Linked DNA regions of Mus musculus: regions 2, 3 and 4 are each linked to region 1. A link is a contact called in public HiCAR-type and promoter capture Hi-C data. All regions are on one chromosome and are shown on one strand. Each heading gives the region's core, a stretch centred on a gene start, on an enhancer-like site or on the middle of the called end of the contact. The rest is flanking DNA. Distances are from core to core; before and after follow the strand shown. Region 1 holds the start of Zfp30 (zinc finger protein 30). Region 2 holds the start of Rab4b (RAB4B, member RAS oncogene family). Region 3 holds the start of Akt2 (thymoma viral proto-oncogene 2). Region 4 holds the start of Zfp607b (zinc finger protein 607B).

Region 1 (5,743 bases), core at 1,021-3,520:
CCAGGTGTATCCCACCACGCCCAGTTGGATTCTGTCTGGCTGATCTATTGCCTCCTTTCCTCTCTCTCTGCTCCCTGCTCTTCCTCACCCCCTACTCCTCTGTTTATGATTTAATTTTAGCTGGGCATGATGTATACACCTTTAATCCCAGAACACAGGATGCAAAGGCTGGTACATCTCTTTGAGTCTAAAGGCAGCTTGGTCTCCACACAATTCCAGGCCAGCCAGGGCCATGCAGTAAGACTCTACAGTTTCATTATGTGTGTGGTCTGTGCCTGTGAGGGCAGGTGCTATCAAAGACATGTGTGGCACCAGAGGCATCAGCCTGCCTGGAGCTGGAGTTTGGATGGCTGTCAGGCACAGGGGTGTTAGGAACCAGGAACTGGACTGGGTCCTCTGCAAAAGCATGCTCTTAATCACTGAGCTGTCTCTTCAGCACCTTCTTGTGTTTTGAAACAGGGCCTTGCTCTGTAGTTTTTTTTGTCTTGTATTTTATGTGAATCAATGTTTTGCTTACATGCATTGCCAGTTGCCCATTGAAACCAGAGGAAGTCATTGCATCTCCTGGTATTGGAGCTACAGACAATTGTGAGGCACCATGTTAGTGCTGAGAGCTGAACCTGGGTCCTCTGGAAGAGCAGTCAGTCCTTTAAGCACTGAGCCACCTTTCCAGACCCCTCAATTATTAAATGCTATAATATTTAATAATACTAATCATCATCATCCTCATCAGTGTTAGAAACCTATCAGAAGACAAGCTACCCAATAACCCAGGGTGGTGCCTAATACCTGTAATTCCAGCTGAATGGAGAAGCTGATTCAGCAGAATCACAAGTCCCAGGCCAGCCTGGGCTGTCGTTCAAATAAACAGCCCACCAATGTCAGGCTAAAGGGGCCCCCACAAACCAAATCTTGGGAAAAAAATAGGCATCAAAAAGAATTAAATTAACTATAACTCATTAAGAATCTATGCATATGTGCTGTTGAGACTAAATTAAACGGGCTAAAGGAAAGCTCTTTCTAACATAACTCTCTTAGGGTTTTATTGCCGTGAAGGGACACCATGACCAGGGCAACTTTTATAAAGGAAAACATTTAATAGGGGCTGGCTTGCAGAGGTTCAGTCCACCATCGTCCTGCGGGAAAGGTGGAGGCTTGCAGGCAGATGTGGTGTACCTTGGGCATATGTGACCTCAAAGCCCCGCCTCTACGGTGATGATACACTTCCTCCAATAAGGCCACACATAAAATCACTACTTGGCATGGGCAAGCATACAAATGCATGAATCTATGGGGCCATACCTATTCAAACCACCACAAGAACATAAGAATAACATGAAAACCCAATCGATTATTCTTTCAGAGAAGCCCATACTGCGATTTCAGGTGCCGTCATTCGGAGCCCCTCTCCTCATGCTAAAGCCTAAAACCCCAAGCCTAAAATAATAAAATAAAATAAAAAGCCGGGTGGTGGTAGCGCATGCCTTTAATCCCAGCACTTGGGAGGCAGAGGCAGGTGGATTTCTGAGTTTGAGGTCAGCCTGGTCTACAGAGTTCCAGGACAGCCAGGACTATACAGAGAAACCCTGTCTCGAAAAAACAAAAAAAAAAAACCAACAACAAAACAAAACAAACAAACAAACAAAAAACCCACAAAACAACAGCCACAACAAAAACTCAAGCCTGCTTTGTTAAAAGAAAACCACGTCCGAAGTGGTGGTGCACACCTTTAATTCCAGCACCACGGAAACAAAGGCAGGTGGATCTCAGAGTTCCAGGCTAGCCTGGTCTACACAGATTCCAGGCTAGCAAGGGCTGCATAGAGAGAGTTTGTCTCAAATAGAGATTTAAGAAGAAAGAAAAACTGGTTAAAAAAAAAAAGAAAAGAAAAAGAAAAAACTCAGGTAGAGGGCGGGGGTGTGGTGGTGTGTGCCGTTAATGTCCACATTCAGGAAGCTTACTGGAGAATCACTTCAATTTCAAAGTCAGCCTGGTGTCCACAGAGAAAACCAGGGTCATTTAGAGAGACCACAGCTTTAAAAACAAACAATAGATGCCCAAACTAGTATAAGTGGTTCAGCCAACGCTCCACGCTGGACCTCAAAGCATCTGGGGGTTAGTTTGTTCAACGCCAGAGCTACTGCTGTAGGCCTAAAGACTTGGCCATTTCTGCCCAATCCTGGATCCTGGAACCAAACTCCCTCTGTCCAGGCCTGCACAAGATGCTACCGAAGGCTCCCCGCCTCCCTGCGGCTCCCTTGTGCGCATGCGCATTGAAGCAGCGAGAAAGAGACACACACAGCCCCACCTCCAACCCCCTTCCCCTGACCAAGAGCTAGGGGCCTGGCTCGCAGCCTCCGCGGGGCTGGAAGCCCAGAACCTAGTCAAAGAAGCTAGTGGCAGTCGGACTCTCAGGCTTGAGATCTGATGTCCCAGAGCCTTCAGTACCACGGTCCCGTCCGTAGCACTTTGGTGCCGCCGCTGCAGCGCTGACCGCGCTGGCAACCCACCCTCCCGGGATACCCGTCAGCTGGGTGGTCCCCGGTCTCGTGCGGCCTACGCTCTTCTCCGGGGACCCGCTCTGAGGACCCCTGGGACTCAGGTGGCCCGTTCGTGGGTACAGCTGCCGTGCTGACGCGCTGCACCTAAACCCCGGCCTGGCTGTGGACAAGGACCGAGAGGGAAGGCGGGGGCCGCGACTTGCACGGTGGAGATACCCTGTGCAGAACCTTAGATTCCCGGCGGGCCTGGGGAGCAGAGAACCGGGGGACACCTCGGACCTAAGGCTGGGCAGCCCCGGACTGGTAACTGGTGAAGCAGAGTGGCCGAAGCAGCAAACTCGGGCACGGGTGACTGTGGGCTGCTGTAGTCTATCTCGCTTGCTGGGATCATACGGATGGGGTCAGCCTGGAGCCCTGAAGCTTGGAAGGGGATTCTGATCAATTTCAGAAAAGCGTAGGGGTGAGGCCAGAGGACGTGGTGGCATACACCTGACTTCTCGGGATTTGGGAGGTGGAGGCAGGGGGAGTAGGCGCTCAAGGTCATTCTCTACTGCCTAACGTTGGGTTGCAAGAGAGAAAAAGAAAAGAGAAGAAGAAGGAAAGAAGAGAAAAGAAAAGAAACAAGGCCTGGAGTGTCTGCCAGTCTTCAGAAGAGACCCTAGAAGCCAGCAGCTACTACTTCTGTTTAAAACAGAGATTATGTGTGAGTTTCTAGAACTTCTGTGTTCCTGTGAAATGCTTGAGTTTTTGTTTTTCGTTTTTGGTTTTTTGTTTGTTTGTTTTTGCTGTTGTTGTTGTTGTTGTTTTGAGTATGGATTTTTTTAATTTCCTTCCCTTTGAAAGACGTTTGTGAAAATGTTTTATTCAACTGTGAGTGGTGTCACTGCCACTCCACTAGGACCAAGTGTTCAAGGCCAGCCTGGGTTACATTGAGACCCTGTCTTTAAAAAAAAAAAAAAGCGAACTATTCATTGCTTTGGGTCTGAGAATTTCCCTGCATTTTCAGTGGGCAGAGACTTAATCAGGATTCCTCTTTGAGTGCGCAGCGCCTGCGGTTCTATGGTTATGTAGCACCCACGTGCTATACATTTAGATGTCCTGTTTTTCTTAGGATTCTCTAATACGGAAATATGTCTGCTAAAGTCTGATGTGTGATTGGTCAAGGACGAGCATGTATTTAAATGATTGAGGTGGTGGCTGGAGGGACCACTGAGGCATTTCCTCAAGCCCCTACACTTTTCGGGTTTTTTGTTTTGTTTTTATTTAAGATTTATTTATTTTATGTATATGAGTGTTCGATCTGCAACATCAGATCCCAGCATAGATGGCTGTGAGTCACGGTGCGACTGCTAGAAATTGAACTCAGGGCCTCTCCAGGCTACACTGGTCATTCTTGTGTGGCACTGGAGCAGCGGCGGCGGCGGCCGATGCATCTCTTGGGGGTGCCGGTGAGAAATGGCAGGGCTAGGGCTAGGGCTAGAGCACTTAGCAAGCTCCGGCTGGACTGCAGGCTTCAGAGGACTGCAAAAACAAGCCAACAAAGACCAGGAGAGCACATTCTTTCTCGTAACATTTATTTTTATGTATGTGCACCTCTTACATGTGTCCGAGGACGCCAGGATACTGCGTCCGGTCACCTGGACCTGGAGTAACAAATGTAAGGACCACGTGGGAGTTGACTGCTGAACTCAGGTTCCCTGGAACGGCAGCCAGTGCTCCTAACCACTGAGCCACCTGACCACCCACCCTACCCAAATCTGTTTTAAGCAGTCTTCTAGGTGATCCTGGTGCATACTGAGGTCTCACAGCCACATTTTGCAGCTGAGTTCCCTGTAGTTTTGAGGAGGTTTTTGGTTTCTGTATAAGTTATCTCTCACCTCTCAGTTTGTGTGTTGGAAGGCAGGTTGTGTATAAGAAGGGAGAAACGGGATAATACATTGATTTTTTTTTTTTTTTTTTTTTTTACATTTTGGAAGCTCTAGAACAGTTCTGCTCTCATGGCTGCACCCTCTCCCTCCAGCTCTAGCCTCTGTGAACGGCTTCACCAGGACATGATCCTCGAGGAAGAACAAGCCAGTTCTTGCGATTCTGGAATCATGGCTCATGTAAGTTGCTTTCTTTGTACTTGATATTTTCTGACTTTACATGTATGTTTGTATGTATGTATATACATATTAATTTGTTTATGTTTAGCATGTGCGCATGCACATAGGGGCGTATGCATGCTGTGGCATACGTGTGATGGCCCCAACTTTTGGAAATTAGTTCTCTCCTCCTTTGTGAGTCCTGGGGTTTGAACCCAGATCCTCAGCTTCCCATGTGGGTCCAAGTGATCAAGCTCATGCATGGATTTATTTGCATTTACTCGTTTTGTGTGTGTGGGGGGGGGGGGAATGCCACAAGTGTCTGTGAAGGTCAAAAGGTCAAAGGATAACTTTTGGGAGCCAATTCTCCTTCCACCATATGTGACCCCAAGATGGAACTCGGGTTATCTGGTGTGGCAGCAAACACATTTACCCTTGCGGCTGCCCCATCATTTTTATTCTGTCGGGTTGTACAAATGCTCTGTTATTTTGAAACTTCCTAACAGAATCGGATCCTAGAACTGTACCCAGTCTCTTCCATTCCACTGAGGGATGGGTCTCCTCCCTACTCTTCTCTCCACCTTCATCCAAGGGCACACTGGTCAAATCAGTCCCTAACATGGGCTTATTTGGTGTGAAGCCCTGAAGAGCAGACATCTTCTAAAAACAACACTGCCCCCATAGAATTATAGTGTGAACAGTAACTACATATATAATTTAAAATCTTCAATTGTTGACATAGTAAAAGTCATATAATATGCATGGGCTTACTTATTTTATTTATTATTAATTGTGGTGTGTGTGTGTGTGTGTTTGAGACAGAGTTTCTCTGTGAGGCCCTGGCTTGTCCTGGAGCACACTCTGTAGACCAGGCTGGCCTCAAACTCAGAGATCCACCTGCCTCTGCCTCCCAAGTGTGGAGATTAATGGTGTGTGCCACTAGTATTCAGCATTTTTAGTATTTTAAATATACTTATTTAATTTTACTGTATGTGAGTGTGCATGGGTGTGCATATGCACTCCACACGCGTGCAGGAGCTCTCAGTGTCACAAGAGGATGTTAGGTCTCTTGGAAGCAGGGTTACGGGTGATTTTGAGCCACCAGGTGTATTCTGGGAACCAAACCTGGATCCTCTTCAAGAGCAGCAAGAGCTCTTG
Region 2 (5,743 bases), core at 1,149-3,648, 2.6 Mb before region 1:
GTCTGAAGACAGCTAGAGTGTACTTATGTATAATAATAAAAAAGTATACTTTTACACAAAAGTATAAATACAGCATGCATTTAAAAAAAGAAAAGAAAGAAAGAAAAGAAAACAGGAAAACTTAAAAAAAGAAAAAAATCCAGAAGTCTGCAGGGCTGTTGATAGAACTTGGGAAATCCTGCATGCTAGCCAACCTAGCCCAAGATGATTTTTTTTTTTTTTTTTTTTTTTTTTTTGAGACAGGGTTTCTCTGTATAGCCCTGGCTGTCCTGGAACTCACTTTGTAGACTAGGCTGGCCTGAAACTCAAAGATTCCCCTGCCTCTTCTGCCCTCCTGGGCGCTGGGATTAAAGGTGTGCACCACTACTGGGCTCAAGAGGACTCTTTTTTCTTTTTTCATTATTATTACTGATATTCGAAACAAAGCTTCACTATGTATTCCAGACTAACCTCGCTGTCCTCAAACTCCAAGCACTCCTCCTACCTCAGCCTCTAAAAGACTGTGCTGCCATCCTCTACTTTCTTCCTTCCTTCCTGTCTGTCTGTCTGTCTGTCTGTCTTTTTCCTACTCAGGGACTCACTATCTGGTCTTGAACTGCAATCCTGCTGCCCCAGCCTACCCACTGCTGTCTGTCTGTCTGTCTGTCTTTTTCCTACTCAGGGACTCACTATCTGGTCTTGAACTGCAATCCTGCTGCCCCAGCCTACCCACTGCTGGAAGTGCCAGCACACTGCACTTTTCTTTCTTTCTCTTTTTCTTATTTTAAGAGTATTACTTTGGCCAGGCAGTGGTGGCGCACGCCTTTAATCCCAGCACTTGGGAGGCAGAGGCAGGTGGATTTCTGAGTTCGAGGTCAGCCTGGTCTACAGAGTGAATTCCAAGACAGCCAGGACTGCACAGAGAAACCCTGTCTTAAAAAAAAAAAGAAAGAAAGAAAGAAAGAAAAGAAAAAGAGTATTACTCTGTAGTCCAGGCTGACCTCTAACTTGAAGCAGTCTTCCTGCCTCGGTTTCCCAAATGAGAGGGTTATAGCACACAAAATTATTTTTATATAGTGTTTACCATATACATGCCCATCACAGTCCTAAAGACTCATTTAATCATAAATAAAGCTCTAAAGATAAAATTATACAGCTCAAGAGATGGCTCAGCAGTTGAGAGCAATGACTGCTCTTCCAGAGGTCCTGAATTCAATTCCCAGCAACCTCATGGTGGCTTACAACCATCTATAATGGGATCCAATGCCCTCTTCTGGTGGCTCTGAATACGGCTACAATGTACTCATATACATTAAATAAATATTTAAAAAGGAAAGAAGGAAGTATACTAAGGACTTCTACTTTCCAGACTAGGAAAATGAGGCCAGAGAGGTTAACTGACGAAAGCAAGACTACACAGCTAGGCACAGCTAAGCTACAAACCCAAACTAAAGGTCTCCACAATGCAAGACCTTACCTGATGCATTTCAAAAGCCATTTCAACAAGAATTAAATCTGACCTCCATTCCTCTTCACTTCACCTCCTACCCCCTCTCACTCATTCACTCTGTCAAGGCCTCTGACGTTGGGCCTATGTCCTAAACTGGTTACCTCCTCTGGTAAGTGTGCACCAGATTCTGTGGCTTTTCTATGAGTGTTCAATGAATGGAGCTGTCTCTGATTGTCGTCAGAGATTTCTACTGCCTTCCAACCTACCTCTACCCACCTGACACTGTACATCCATACTGATTGCCTAACTCTGAACCTTGTCTCCCCATCCTCTGTCCAGAACCCCTGGCCTCTATCCTTAAACTTATGCCGCATTTCTTGACGCTAAGTTTCAAATCTATAACTCAAGAACATCACTCCAGCCCTCTCAAACCAGATCAGCCCACAGAGTGTGCAGGGTGCACAGCATCTGTGAGGCTCTCTCTGTAGTCCATAAAACCTGACCCTTGCTGGTCACCGTCAGCCCCGCCCTATCCACTCATGCTCCGCCCAGGAAGGCTTGCTTCCCTCTTCAAGGCCTACCCCCTACCCTAATCTACCAAGACTAGGTCCCTTAAATCCCGCCCTAGATCTTTTTAACCCGTACAGCGGCCTCTTCAAGCTCCACCCAAATCGATTAGCTCAGCCCCAGACCCACTTAGCCCTGCCCCGTATCCGGGCAGACCCCGCCCACCTGACCAGAAAGCCCCGCCCCACTTCCACATCCACATCCACTACGGGCCCAGCCCCCCCTGCTTCGGCCCATCAGCCTCACCGTAGGTCTCGGCCATGGCTCAGTGGCGACCGCTGAGGGCCGCAATATGGCGCCGCAGCCGCGCCTGTTCCTCGGCTGGCAGCCGCTCCACTCGGGCTGCAGCCTCAGCTCCTTTCCACTTCTGGACCCGGCGCCGCCACTTCCGCCTTCACCGCCCCCCCCCCTCCCGCGCGAGCCTCCGGAGCTGCGGATACCAGGCCACGCTCGCCCAACGCAGTGATTGGTGGATTCAGGAGGCAGTGGGCGGGATAAGCGGCGCGGATTGGTGGCATGAGAGGGGCCGAGTCAAAAGGGGCGTGACATAGAAGAGCGATTGGTGGAGCAAGTGGGAGAGGGCGGAGGCAGAGATGCTGCCCTAGCGGTGGAACGGATTTGGTCAAATATCGGGGAGCAGAGACTAGACTCCGTATTGGTTATACGTAGGCACGGGGCGGGGACAAGAATGCCAAGAAGGAGCAAGGGCAGGATGGACAGAGTTGGAAGAATGGATCTCAGGCTGCTGAGTGTAATTTCTAACCCCATAGACCGGAAAGAGGAAAGCTGAGGACACGCGCACATTTATCCCTATCTACAAGAAAAACCTCTGTTGGTCGGGCTCTGGGGTCGCGCATGCTTTCAACCCCAGTACTCAGGAAGCAGAGGCAGATGTATCGCTGAGTTCAAGGCCAACCTGGTCTACATAGTGAGTTTCAGAACAGTCAGGGCCTACATAGAGAAACCCTCAAAACAAAGACAAAACAAAAAAACTGTACGTTCTATGCGCTTCTCGGGATCTATTGGCTCATACCAATGATTCAACTCCCTTTAAAAGAGAGGAAAGCGTACATATATTGTACTGTTTACCCCCTTGCTTGGGGGTCCCAAACCTTACCTTGGAGCAAAGGGCTTGCAAAGTGAAATTCTGCCTAGTAGCCACTGACGTTACAACATTCAGGGCATTAATTGGCTATATTCAGAAACCCGTGAAACATTCTTTGCACATACCCACCCAACCCCAAAAACCAAAGAGACAAATAGTTTGCCATTGGCTGCTGTATTTGCATAGAGCCGGAAGGGTAACTGCAGGGATAGCGGTAGGCTGAGCTCACTGGCAGTAGAAATCCCATTGCTGAAAAAGAGTAGATAGAAAACCAACCAGTGATGACATTGCAATGCGCCTAGTGGTTCTAACAAAGTTATAGCTGCAAGGACTAGGTTTGATCACCCAGAAATGAACACATTAGCTTCCAGTACTGCACCCTCTGCCATTTCCCAATTAGAGATCACTCAGCACTGGGCAGGGCCTGTAAACTCAGCAGCCCTCAGGAGGCTGAAACTGGAGGCTAGTGATTTTGAGGCCAGCTTGGGTACATACCAACAACAAAAATAATTACTTCTCATAAACAGGTAAGCAAATAAAGGAACTATCATCCTACTCCCACCTCCACCCCCAAGACACTCACATCGGTCTTCATATCAATTTTGCCAGGTTTCAGAGTCAGGTCCTCCCGGACAATGCTACTGGGGAAATAGCCCAGGCGGGCTGCCAGGTCTCCATAGTAACCTCCCTGAACCTGGAGAAGAAGTTAAAAGTCCATCTGGGGAAACGGCACTTATGCTTGCTGAACGCCTGTGTACAATCTTCCCTCTTACTTGAATCTCAGCTTAAATGCCATTTGCTCATGGATAGAATGTTGCCACTACAACTAATCCTCACAATGTCATGTTTGCTGCCACTTTTGATGGCTTGCTGGTTGCCTGCCTCTACCCCTTTGTTCACTGTTGTATCCCGGGTATGAAAAAGAGCTTTGGCGCTAAGCTTCTCTGTAATTTCTAAAGAAAAAAAAAAAAAATGCAATAAGTAATAAAATGTCCTTCCTTCCCCCAAATCTCGTTTTCCCCTCCCCCCAAATCTTCCCTTCATATGGAAAACAAGGCTTTACAAACCCAAACAAACCCCACACCCTTCCCATTATCACTCTCTGAAGACTCACACTGCCTCCCCAGAAAAGGCGCCCACGGCCCTTCAACTTGGAGAAGACATACACCACTTGGCCCCTATATATAGTCAAGAAGCGGCAATCAGGGGCCACGTAGTCCTGGAGGGCCACAGCCATGGAGATAGGATCTGGGGAGGGAGAAGGAAATGACAGCAACTGCAAAACAGACTAGCAGTCCAAGCCTTCAGCCCCCTTCCCTTGTTCCCTGACTCTTACGGCTGCATTCCTCGTCCGCACACAGCTTCCAGTCAGCCAGCTTGGGCATAGCTCGATCAGCCCTGCTAGGCCCTGAAAAAACAGACAAGACGACGATGCCAAGGAGCACTGGGGACCACACCATCATGGACTGAGAATGACCAAGTGAAGAACGAGGTCTCTGGGCTCCTCCTGCCCTCCTTCCAGGCTGAATATCAAGGAAACCTGTGTTCTCGATCCTGTCTCCGCCCCAAACCAAATTTCACCCTCACCCACTCCCCAAGGTTGTTCTCCAGCCAGTACCATTTTAGAGAGAGGGTAAGGGCTATGGGCCAAAGAAAATGCCTACTCGAGCCCAAAGCAATTCAGGCAATTCCAAGTAGCGATCACCCCCTGGATAACTAGAGACGCAGATAGGCAGGCTGGACTATCTGATTCCACCTTCAAGTCGTTTTAGGTACCTGGACCCTCCAGAGACCAAGCTAGAGGAGCCAGTATAGAAAACCACCCTGGAATTTCCTGTGCTGAGGTCTGAGAACAAGGCAGTTCTTTGATTAGCAGCCACAGCCAGGGTTCCCAGGTACTGAGCAAACACTCAACGTCTGGCCTCAGGCTAGGCACTGTCCCACCTGGCTCACTGTGCACATTCACAGGCTACTTCCTCACTAGAAGCTAAGCTATTCTAGCTTATGAGCTTCAACCCACTCATCTATAAAGAAAGCAATGAAAGCAAACAACTGCTGCATGTATGTCTGAGTACTGCATGTGTGCCTGGTATTTTTAAAGGCCAGAAGAGGGTCTTGAGTCTTCTGGAACTGGAGCTACAGAGCTAGGTGCTAGGAATCAAACCTGGGTCATCTGGAAGACCCACTCGTGCTCTGCTCTTAACCGCTGAGCCATCTTTCCAGCCCACTCTTTTTTCTTGAGACACCGATCTACTACTGCACAGCCCTGGCTGGCCTGGAACTCCCTATAAAGACCAGACTGGCCTCAAACTCTTAAGAGATCAACCTGCCTCTGCCTTTCCAAACGTGGGTAAGGCATGCACCAGCAAATCATATGCATGTGTGTGTATGTACACCCACACAAAATATATATGTGTATATACTATATATATGTATGTATGTATATATACACATACATATATATGCATGTGTAAAAATCATATATGTATATATCAGGGATGGTCTGAATTGCCTCAGGAGTAGCCCTGACAAGCCCAGTTCACAAAGAAATTGAGCTAAAGAATGTATGTCTATGGTAACTGAACCAGGAAGGGGAAAAAAAGATTTATTTCAGGGTTTCTTAGTATCACTGTTATCTGACC
Region 3 (5,743 bases), core at 1,343-3,842, 2.2 Mb before region 1:
TTATCTCTTAAAAAGAATCTGGGGTCTCTTAGTTTAAGTGTTTTGTCTGTGTGTGTGTGTACCATGTGCACGGTTGGTGCTCTCAAAGATCAGAAGAGAGTTGTAAACTGGTATGTGGGTGTTGGAAATAGAACCAAGGTTATCTTCAAGAGTAATAAGTGGGGGCTGGTGAGATGGCTCAGCGGTTAAGAGCACCGACTGCTCTTCCAGAGGTCCTGAGTTCAAATCCCAGCAACCACATGGTGGCTCACAACCATCCGTAATGAGATCTGATGCCCTCCTTTGGTGTGTCTGAAGACAGCTACAGTGTACTCATATAAATATAATAAATCTTTAAAATAAATAAATAAAACAATAAATTAAAAAAAGAGTAATAAGTGTTCTTAACTTGTGGCAGGATCTCAGTGTAGCCCTGGCTTGGCTGGAGCTCCCAGGGATCCGCCTGCCCCTGCCTCCCGAGTGTTGGGATTAAAGATTTACTGCACTTTATAGTGTGTTTGTGTGCCGTGGTGTACATGTGAGGTCAGAGAACAATTGGAGGGTGTCTGTTCTCCTTCCACCATATTAGTCCCAAGGGATTACATTTAGGTTATTAGGCTTGGCAAACAGGTATGTACACCCGCTGAGGCACCTGTGAGCCCCTCATATGACCTGGGTAAAGTGGCATCTCTGTAATCCCAGCACTTGCCTAGGCTGGCATAGGAGGATTTTTATGAGCTCAAGGCTACATGGCTTTTTCCCAAAACGAAAACATTTCCCTCTGCTTACAGAAAAACAAACAAACGAAAAAAAAAAAAAGGTATGTGGGATCTGAGAGCTGAAGTTCAGTTCTCTGGGGATCAGGGGTTGTTCTTAACTGCTAAGCCCCCCAGCCACCCATTAATGTTGAAATAAAATACTAATAAAAAAGCCTCCAGCAAGCCGGGCGTGGTGGCGCACGCCTTTAATCCCAGCACTCTGGAGGCAGAGGCAGAGGCAGGCGGATTTCTGAGTTCGAGGCCAGCCTGGTCTACAGAGTGAGTTCCAGGACAGCCAGGGCTACATGGAGAAACCCTGTCTCGAGAAACCCTGTCTCGAAAAACCAAAAAAAAAAAAAAAAAAAAAAAAAAGCCTCCAGCTTTTGCAAGGACTTGAGTCTGGCTGGGAGCTCCCCATGGCGCTGACTACAGTGGTCAGAAGCTGTAGCTCCAGTCTGATGCTCTCCTCTCTGGCTCCTCACTTGCATCTACTCCATCCCCAATAATTAAGGGAAACCTTGAAATTTCAAGGTCTTACTATGAATCCCAATCTGGCATGGAATTCTTAGTCCTCTTGTTTCAGGGTCTGCAGAGGTGGGTTACAGCCGTGCAACCTATATACCTTTTTTTCTGTGAGCGATTTTCTGTGGTTTTAAGTCTTACATGGGCTCAAGTTACTCCATATGAGAAATTATAAGTCCCACATTTATTTAGATATATATCATGTGCAAGTGACATTAATATTTTGAAGTCACAGTTTAATAAGAACTGTTTTCGTAAGATAATCCAAGGTTATTTGTGTTTTGAAGATGTGGATTCTTGAGATGTGGATACAGAAGTCAGCCCATAGTTACAGAAGAGGATATTCTAATGTGGGGTTATGTGGCTCAAAGCTTGAGTGCAACATCTTTTTTTTTTTTTGAGACAAGGTCTAGCTGGCCTGCCCCAACATCCAGAATGATGCAGTAACAGACCTGTTGCCATACCCTGCTTTGTGCTTGATCTTAACTAACTTGTTTTGGGTCTCTATAAGTAAGCATCTAGGAGCCTGGCAGTGGCAGGCCAGGCCTTTAATCCTATTGCTCAGAAGGCAGAAGCAGGCAGATCTCTGAGTTCAAGACAGCTTGGTCTACAGGGCGAGTTTCAGGACAGCCAGGGCTATACACAGAAACCCTGTCTCGAAAAACCAAAAAAAAAAAAAAAGTCAGGCTGGTAAGATGGCTCAGCGGTTAAGAACACTAACTGCTCTTCCAGAGGTCCTGAGTTCAAGTCCCAGCAATCACATGGTGGCTCACTACCATCTATAAGGGGATCTGATGCCCTCTTCTGGCCTGCAGATCAGAGCACTCATACATTAAGTTAAAAAAAAAAAAAAAAAAAAAAAGAAAGAAAAAAAGAAAGTCTAGGACAGTGTTTCTCAGTCTACCTAATGTGACTCTTTAATACAGTTCCTCATGTGGTGATCCCCCAAACATAAAATTATTTTCGTTGTCACTTCATAACTAATTTTGCTATTCTTATGAATCATAATGTAAATATCTGAATTTTCCGATGATCTTAGGCAACCCCTGTGAGAGGTTCCCAAGTGAAGAACCGCTGGTCTAGGAACTAGGAAGGCAGGAAAGAGAAGAATAAAACAAGATCAAAGCATATGTAAATAAAGCCCTTTGATTGCCGGGAAGTAATCACTGGGCCTTCGGGGAAAGCCTACTTGTTGGTGTCCTACTGCGCATGTGTAATGCTACCCCCCCCTCCGCCCCCCCAGCTCAGAACGGGGCTCTTAAAAAAAATAAATAAATAAAAAGTTAACGTGACGGGTGCCTAAAGTACGCAGGCGCGCTGCCTTGAGCCTGCCTGCCTCCTAGTTCCTGCGCTTGCGGTCTGATGTTTTCTGAGGCCATTCCCTTGGTCTACTACGTCAGTTCCTGTTTGTGGCTGGAAAAGGCGGTATTTCCGGCCAGCGGGTGGGAGGGGGCTGTGAGTGGGGGCTGGGGGCTGGGGGGAGGGGGCGGGGGGGCCCGCGCTGCGCGAGCCGTTGGGCCTGACTCCGAGAAGGCGTCGCCGCCGCCAGCACTGCCGCCGTTGCTGCCGCCAGTTCATAAATAAGGAGCGGGAACGAGCTCAGCGTGGCGATGGGCGGGGGTAGAGCCCGGCCGGAGAGGCTGGGCGGCCGCCGGTGACAGGTGAGTACGCCAGCGCGTGTCCCCAAGCGCCCTCCCCTCCGCGATGGTCGCGTCCTGGCCCCCCGTGGGGCCTCGCTGGGCCGTACCACCCGTGCCCGCCTGGCGGGGACCACGGACCTGGAGGCTCCCCCCCTCTTCCGGAACGGAGTGGGGGCGCCTGCTGCGGGGCTGGGGGGGACAAACCCAGAGGGACGCGGGGCGGGTGCCGTGGTCCATACCACTGCGGCGGCGGGGGGAGCTCTCTCTGAGTGTGCGGGCTGGGGGCTGCCCTCGGGGACATCGGGGGAGACAGCTCCTTCTCTGTGGTGCCAGCCTGTCCAGCTTTTGAGGCGCTCACCGTGTCAAGTGCCGCTTGGGTGCTTTGGGAGCCGTTCCTATAGTGCACTTAGAGGGATGGGAGCTTCTGGAGAGGGGTCTGGGCCCAGGGTGGCCGTGTTGGGGCAGTCAGGGTAGTACCACCTAGACACGAGAGAGCAGTCTTTGTACTTAGAGGAGAACAGGGTCGGGTGGAGGGCTGTGATGTTTATCATCTTTGAGGCACAGGGTGCTGGGAGGCCCGAGTGAGTGTTAAGGGGCGTACTTTTAGGGGTGTGATACTGAGTGGGCGAGGAGCGCTTTTCTCTTCCTGTAATATGCAGGGGTGGGCGTTTACACTCAGCTCACCCTTTCTTGAACTTCTTTATGACTTTGGGGAAAACGGGATCGTTACTGGGCTGCTTTTTATCATGGGGTTGTCCACTCACCACTCCAGAACCCTCTCAGATTATTTCTCTTTAAGGTGTGTGGGACATCCTTTGGCAAGTTCTTTGCTTCCGGGGGTGGAGATGTGTTTTAGAAGTCACTGAAGTTTTCTGATCTCTAGTCTGGCTCCCTACTAGGAAAGGGAGGGGCTATCGGGCTTGGATAAGGAGAAGTGCCTCTGGACCTGCCTGTCACCTTTTGGGCGGAAGGTGTGTTTTAAGGGACAGCTCTCTAGAGCGAAGTGGGGGGGGGGCATCTTTATTCTCAGAATTTGGGGCCCCTGTTTCTCTCATTTGGAGAACTTTTGGCACCTGGTGACAGGCCTCCCCCTGCTAGAAAACCATAGGTTCAGGTCAGGCTGATTTTTAGCCTGTTTACTATTCCCTCCTCAGAGATGCAGGTGAGAGTTCAGGTACTGCCTGGTGTCGTGGATATGGATGTGAAGGGGCCCACGTTTCTCCAGCCCTGGCCACGTGGCTGCTTGTGCCTCCCTGTTACCAGCTCAATCTAGAGTCCTGTTTACGCTCCTACTAGTTGAGTGATAACAGTTGGCCTCTTGGTGAGGTTGAGTGCTGTTTTCCCAGCTGTTCGCTCTGCAGAGGCCAAGGGTACTTGGAGGGGAGTGTACTTTATCCAGCTTGGTCTGACCTAGGGAGAAAGGCTACGTAATAGTGTTTGGGACTGCTTTAGGTTCCTCACAGACCTAGTTTCTTACTGTGGTCCCTAAGCAGGGAACCCCAGAAGTGTGTGGCCAGTGTCCTTGCTCCTTAGGCTAGCTTGTGATCTTGGCTTGCCCTGTAACCTTTGTCCTAGGTCTAAATTTCCTGGAGGATTGGCTGCAGGCCCTGATTGACCTAGCTGACAAGTCTGGTGATATGGTCAAGGGAACAGACAGTAGCCATTGATCTACAGCGTTGGTGTCCGTGCTTGCCGGCCTCAGTGCGGCGTGGTTCCCAGAGAGAAGGTGCAGGCAGTGGGTGTCCTCTAGGGTTTTCTCCACCAGGGATGGGCTTCTCGACCTCTCCAAGGAGCTTTCAGAAGGTTTGCCTGATAGAGTTAACAGGCGCTATAAAAGTAATGACCGTGAAATTGATAGCTGACCTTCACTCAGAGCATTCAGTGTGCCACACACTGTGGAGGATGCCTTGCGGTCTAGAGTAGCAGACTCTGTTGTCATGCTGTCCTTTTTAGTTGAGGAAACCGAGTCACAGGGCTGCACCATTTCAAGTGATAGTGGGTAGTATGTGCTATTTAGTAGTCCTATCATGCTAGGGATATGATAGGCCTTTTGCACATGGATGGCTTCATGTAAGTTTCAAATATTATAGTTGTGTACCTATCGTTCTGTCTACTTTATAGAGACCTAACAGTGAGGTAGGAATGTTATGCCCAGGTCACAGGTAAGGCAACCAAGGCACTGAGCCATTGTGGCTTCTGTTTGCGACTAACTACTCTGTGCCCAGCTTTGGGCTTGTGGCTTTATATAGCATTTTATTTCTTTTTGTTGAAGCAAAATTAGAAATTGCAGCCTGAAGGAGAAGGTGCTTTTTTCCAGGTCTGAATCAGACCCCTTGGAAGCCAGGCTGGGATTTAGACGCAGAGGTCCCAGGCTGCAGTGCTCTCTGCCCTCTTGAGCCTGGTTCTGGGTGTCTGCATTCTTTGGATGTTCCTGTACTTGAAAGTTTCAGCATTTCAGGTTTTTCGGGAGAAACTGGGGGACAGAACTGAATAAGACCTCTTTTAGCCCTGAGTACATGTGTGCTGGGGACAGAAGACGCTAGCAGGAGAGCCATTCCGCGAGGTGGTGAGAGCAGCTATGGACCCCAGTTAGAGGCAGGGTGAGCATGAGCTCTTCGGGCTGTGTGATTGGAGTGAGAATATCTACATGCAGTAGACTCCGAAGGCGCTCAGCTCCAGCTGCTGTGAAGAGCCAGTGAGTGACTTAACCGATCGATAGAAAGCTTCTACCATGGTGCCAAGCCATGGGAGTCTCTGCGGACACTCAGAACCTGCTGTAGGACGAGGCACCCACCTTATCCATCCCCTGCTTTCGCTTCTGTTAGGTGTCTAGGAATCCAACTC
Region 4 (5,743 bases), core at 1,348-3,847, 2.1 Mb before region 1:
CCACCTCTCCTGCCCTGGTAGTGTCATTATTAAAGAGTTGCAGGTTTGCTGTTTAAGGCAATGCTGAAGCGGATTGTCTTTTTAAAACTAAGATTATTATGCAGAAGGGTGGTGGTGTAGGCCTTCAATCCCAGCACTTGGGAGGCAGAGGCAGGTTGGTCTATGTGACTATACAGAGAAACTCTAAAAACAACCAAAGAGTTGATTAGAACGGTTATTAAATCCATGGATAGACCACAGTGTGGCAGAGGCTGTAGGAGAATCAGGCCCACTAGGCAGATGGAAGGAAGCATATTTGTTTTGTTTCTTTGATTGATTTTTTTTCAAGACAGGGTTTCTCTGTGTAGCCCTGGCTGTTGAAACTCACTCTGTAGACCAGACTGGTCTTGAACTCAGAGATCAGCCTGATGCTGCCTCCCAAGTGCAGGGATTAAGGCATGGACAACACCGTCCAGCACTGTGAGGGCCCCTTCTTATACTTATTACAGGGAGATACCCCATGGCATGTGATTGTCAGGTAACCTACAGTGTGTGCTTGTAGTTGGGTTTCTGATTCCTGGACACCAGGTGGTAAGGAGGGAGTCTGTTAACCTGGGGCCCACATGGAGAGGGTGCTAAGAGTTTCAGGGAAGAAGTCTAGGAAAACAAACTCCTGGAGGGGAGATATAAGGTGGCTTTGTCACATGGAATGAGGGACTCCACTCTGGTCTGTCGGGCCTCATGTCCTCGATTATTATAAAATGAACTATTTTTAAAATATAAATGTATTTATATCACAGTGTGAAGTAATCTGGTGGTTGCATTTCTTTTAACTTTTGTTAGTCCCCAGTAACCACACAGAGAAACAAAGCTGCACCCAGATACTGGGCAATTATTGATCTATTAATCCTAATCTGGGCAATTATTGATCTATTACATCCTAATCTGGGCAATTATTGATCTATTAATCCTAATCTGGGCAATTATTGATCTATTAATCCTAATCTGGGCAATTATTGATCTATTAATCCTAATCTGGGCAATTATTGATCTATTAATCCTAATCTGGGCAATTATTGATCTATTAATCCTAATCTGGGCAATTATTGATCTATTAATTCTAATCTGGGCAATTATTGATCTATTAATCCTAATCTGGGCAATTATTGATCTATTAATCCTAATCTGGCTACCTGCTCCATCCCACGTTGCTTGCATATTATCACAGATCTGGTTCTTTGGGATTCAGATGTTTTTTTCTCATGGCATCTTTTCAGACCCTCTCCTCCTCCTGGTGATCTGAAACTCCCTCTCTCATTCCTCCCCCTGGCTGGGAGACGTGCTGCCCTGTTTTCTCTCTGCCCAGCCTTTGGGCAATCTGCATTTATTGTCAGGGCAGAGAACAAATGGTAAGATTTTGTTTATAGAACTTGAAACACGAGAGTTTTTTTTAAAAAATCTAAGTATTACAATGTCATTTTCAGATAGAAACAAGAGGTGAGGGCAGAGAAATGACCATTTGAAAACCCCAAGGATAACCTTTCCACGGGGCACAAAACCATTCTGACCACAGTTCATCTCAAACTCAGGTGCTCCCGTGGGCTTAGTGGGATGGAGACTTCCGTGAGCTCCCGACTGCAGCAGCCGGTGCCTTTGTGGCCACAGCACTGTCTGTATAGTGGGTTTCAGATGCACGGTTTCCCCATAGATCTGGCTCTGTAGATGGCCTATTGGTCCAACCGAGGATGTGAAATCTGAGCGCTAAAGAGGGTTCTTCATCGGGTGTCCTGAGCAGACTAAGGGACAGCCACAATGCCGCTGTGTAACGGGACATGTTCAACAACTTCCTCAGCAGGACAGGCGCATACTGAAGATTTGATATGCCATCTTAGGCAAATGGGGGCTGGGAACAAGGTGTTTGAAGCTGGTGTATACTGTGGCTTCTGGTTGCTGTGAAGAAAAGTTCAGACTCCCATAAGCTGTCTTCCCGGCAAACCTGGAATTCTTCTTCTTTTTTTTTTAACTTGGAATTTTTATGATTCTGTTTACTTACCTTATGGTTCGTTGAGATCTGATATGAGATTTGGGTATGCGGGAATTGACTTGCTAAAAGGTCCTTTGTGTAACAATCACAAAAGCCCTCCTGCGAAGCTGTTAGCCGTTTAGTTCAGCTCACCAGAATGGATCCCTCTGCTTCTGGGAAGCCTAAATTCATTCTGCAGTGTCCCTCTTTCTTTGATCGTTCAGAAAAACCCAGAACACTGACAAAGTCCCACCAGAGCACAGCGAGGTGGAACCCTGCAGTGGGTCTCAGGCAAAGCGTATTCAATTACATCTCGATCCAATTTTACTTCCTAGCCTGCGTTTAAAACTTAGGCTCACCTGTCTTCTCCACAGGGGTGAAACCCAGTTACTCACAGAACCCGGAAGTACACACACACACAGAGAGAGAGAGAGAGAGAGAGAGAGAGAGAGAGAGAGAGAGAGAGAGAGAGAGAGAGAGAGAGAGAGAGAGAGAGAGAGAGAGAAGGGCACCATCCCTGGGAACTCCCACAAAGCACAGGGCGCAGCTGCCAGATGGGCTGGCCCAGGTTGCATGCTGGGATATCCCAGAACTATGAAGCATTATATTTCTTGTAGTTTGGGACAAGGGGACTACATTTCCCAGGCAGCATAGGGTCGGAAGTAGATAACTTCTGGTGTGCAGGCGGAGCTACCCCGGATGGTCAGGTGGGAATCAGAAGTCACTGGTTGGCCTCCACAGAGTAAGGCGGGAGACCGCAGGCGGGTGTGGGTGTGGCGAATGGGTGTTGATGTGTGGGCGTGTAGGAACTGTGGTGTGTGTACGTGTGTGTATGTGCGTGTGTGTCTGTCAGTGTCTAACTGTATACACACCTTGAGCTCTCTGCATAATCTGTGTCTCTTTGCTTGTCGCTGTCTGCTCCTGCTTTCTCTCAGGGACACAGGGACTAAAGCAGAGGACCAAGCTTCAGTAAGGGGAGGTCAGGTGCGGGGTCTGAAGGGAAGCTTTCCCCGAGGCTCAGACTTGAGCTTAGGGCTATAATTTAAGGACGGGGGTGTCGTCTAGGAGGGAGGGTACTTGTTGAGCTCCGTGACTGTCTCAGAGCTCTGCCGAATCTGAATATCGAGGGAAGAGAAGGAAAGTTCTCACTGAGGATGCTCTCAAATGTAGTCTGCGATCTCATGTATACTCGGGTTCCCTGCTTAGGCCATTATTCAAGAGGGAGGCTGGAGAATAATGAAAATATTATCGCTACCCATCTAAGATTCAAGAGTGAGTGCTCTTTTCGGTTTGAGAACTGAGGTTTTAGTTTTAGAATATAGAATTGTTAGGAAATGAAGCAGGAGCATGCAAATTTACAACTGCACTATTGTCCTTAGTGTCCCCTCCCGTTCCAGCTAGTATTCACATTATCATTTCAGTGACCCTTGATGTCTTCTGTCGACAATCCCATCTTTTTCCCAAGCTGTTTTCCATAGGGACCTACAGAGGTTAGCATTAGGGCTTTCAAACGCTGCTGTTCTACATCTGATTTCTATTTCCATGGCATCACAAGACAGGAAAAGAATGCAGTCGATAGATGGTCTGTTCGCTTGTGAGGATTTCGGGAGTGGGAAAGTGATAGCACTGAAGGACTTCATCTAACTTATATTTTTGTCACGAGTACACTTGCCATCTACTCTCTAAGACTTTACAAACTATTAATCCCAGTCACCATGTTTCATGACACATCTCCCAACTCTCTCGCTTATGGTATAGATCTACCTCCCACTCTCGACCCCGATGCTGCACATCCAGCCTCCGCCACTCAAACCCCAGTAACCGGCATCTTACTGTTCCTAGGAGAAAACAGCTTCAGATTCTACATGACTGAGACCATGGGGGTCTGTCTTTTGTTTAAAGATGAAGTATTTGTCTTCAAAGTTATGTATGTTGGGTTATGTGTCCATGACCACAGGTGCCTCTGGAAACCAGAGCTATAGGCTTCCCTGCAGCTTGAGTTCCAGGCACTGTAGCTGTCAGGAGACTGAACTCGGTCCTCTGGAAAAGCCATAGTGGCTCTCAACCCCTGAGCCATCACCATCCCCCGTGCTTGCCTTCCTCTTTAGCGTATTGCATGTGTGCATCCATTTTGTAGTAAATGATTCACTGTGCGTGAGCCCCATCCTCCATGTGCTTGGTCCATTCGTCTGCTGGTGAGGTCGCGTATCACTGCTATGGAAATGATGCTGGAAGAGCGGTGGGAGTGTAAATGTCTCTTGCTGATGCTGATGTTATTTCCTTTTTTTGGTTTCCACTCCATAGTGGGATGGATGGATGGATCAGGTGGGAGTTCACTGTTTACAGTGACTGTATGAATTTACATTCCTTCCAGTAGTGTGAGTTTTCCTCCATGTGCTCCACGTTATATTTTCTTTCTGATACTAGATACTAATTTTAACAAGATGTATTTCTATCTTTTGTTCTTGAGGGTTGTGCCCACCAGACCTGTGCGCACCATGCATGTGCCTTGAGAGGCCTGAAGAGGGCGCCAACTCCCCTGAAGCTGGAGGTAGGGACTTTGGTGAGACAGGATGTGAATCTTGGGAATCGAACACAGGTCTTCTGCAAGAGCATAAAGTGATCTAAAACCACTGGGCCATTTCTGCAGCCCCCCCCCCTCCCCAATAATGGACACTCTTGACAGGCGTGAGGAGGCCTCTGATGGCAACTTTATCTCTCTCTCTCTCTCTCTCTCTGATGATTAGTTTCTTGCATCTCTGACTGGCCATACTGATGTTCCCTTTGGGGAAATGTCTATTTCCGGCTTGCCCGATCCTTAACCAGGAAGTTTGAGTAATGCCCAATATGTCCACGGTCCTGGAGGCTTCCCTGTATATTTTTTGCTATGAGTGTTAATTTCAAATTTTAATTTTTTTTTCTGTTTTGAGTTGACTTTTGGATGTGGCGTGACAGAAGACATTAGGATGTCATTCTCACGAATGTTAATACTCAGTTTGCCAGCACCACAGATAGAGGCTGCCCTAGAACTCACTTAGATCATATTTGGACTGGGTCTTTGAACAAGTTTCTTGTCTCTGCCTCTGGAATTATACACCCCTGCTACCACATCTAATTACAGCTAATTATCTCCATAAAGGATCATGGCTTCATTGAGACGACATAAGCGTTATCATAGATGAGGGAAGGTTCTCAGGAGAGTGGTCCATGGTGCACAGTCCCATTCACTAACAGTGAACACAGAATGCTGGACACTGCCTGAGCACTGCAGCTGCAGCCCCTCCAGCCTCGCTGTGCTTCAGCCCTGAGTTTACACAGGAGGGGCCACCTGGATGCCGTGAGCCCCTGTGAGCCTTGATAGGTGGGGTTCCAGTGTGAAGATCTGAGATCTGCGCACAGTAGGAGGAGCGGCCCAGGTGCAGGGCGAGCTGGAGCTCAGGGTGGAAGATGGGTCCCTTCTGCTGGCCTCTTCTGGAGGAAGTTCTAGGCAGACATGTTTGTGCCCTGCACTCCCACACTGCCCCCTTGGCAGTGGGTTGTCTGGGTTGGGGGGGATCGGCTTTGTGTAGACTCCTGTGTGCTTTCAATTTGTGTGTGGGAGGCTGTGAGTGGTGGGAGGGGAGAGAGTGAGTGGGGAGGCTTGAGAAATAAATGTAGTCGATGACATCATAGTGACAGAAGCCAGTTTGGGAACATCAAGTCACAATGCAGTGAATGGCTTTCTTTTTGTCCCCCAGGGGA

The links. Promoter capture Hi-C pulls out the DNA fragments that hold promoters and counts their contacts. HiCAR-type assays count read pairs that join an accessible place to other places. Capture Hi-C pulls out chosen DNA fragments and counts their contacts.
Region 2: a contact with region 1 is called in a HiCAR-type map of astrocytes, with 2.4 times the contacts expected there. The contact joins the promoter of Rab4b here to the promoter of Zfp30 in region 1. A contact is called at or near these places in 1 of 39 promoter capture datasets (cranial neural crest) and 1 of 115 datasets of contacts at active chromatin or transcription factors (astrocytes).
Region 3: a contact with region 1 is called in a promoter capture Hi-C map of hippocampal neurons, with 2.2 times the contacts expected there. The contact joins the promoter of Akt2 here to the promoter of Zfp30 in region 1. A contact is called at or near these places in 3 of 39 promoter capture datasets (cranial neural crest, hippocampal neurons and liver).
Region 4: a promoter capture Hi-C map of adipose tissue shows a contact between it and region 1, with 2.7 times the contacts expected there. The contact joins the promoter of Zfp607b here to the promoter of Zfp30 in region 1. A contact is called at or near these places in 4 of 39 promoter capture datasets (the C10 cell line, hippocampal neurons and liver) and 1 of 9 other capture datasets (adipose tissue).

Annotation. Positions count from the first base shown.
Region 1 is chr7:29,781,698-29,787,440 of GRCm38.p6, forward strand. Zfp30 (zinc finger protein 30) reads left to right here and starts at 2,271. Exons shown (of 5, transcript NM_001360208.1): 1 at 2,271-3,204; 2 at 4,478-4,606. The coding sequence starts at 4,499.
Region 2 is chr7:27,176,485-27,182,227 of GRCm38.p6, forward strand. Rab4b (RAB4B, member RAS oncogene family) reads right to left here and starts at 2,399. Exons shown (of 8, transcript NM_029391.2): 1 at 2,243-2,399. The coding sequence starts at 2,258. Mia (melanoma inhibitory activity) reads right to left here and starts at 4,665. Exons shown (of 4, transcript NM_019394.3): 1 at 4,438-4,665; 2 at 4,216-4,349; 3 at 3,685-3,795; 4 at 3,257-3,350. The coding sequence starts at 4,561. The coding sequence ends at 3,327.
Region 3 is chr7:27,588,960-27,594,702 of GRCm38.p6, forward strand. It overlaps Akt2 (thymoma viral proto-oncogene 2), which reads left to right and starts at 2,593. Exons shown (of 14, transcript NM_001110208.2): 1 at 2,593-2,920.
Region 4 is chr7:27,686,743-27,692,485 of GRCm38.p6, forward strand. Zfp607b (zinc finger protein 607B) reads left to right here and starts at 2,598. Exons shown (of 6, transcript NM_001112731.1): 1 at 2,598-2,744; 2 at 4,473-4,553; 3 at 5,740-5,743.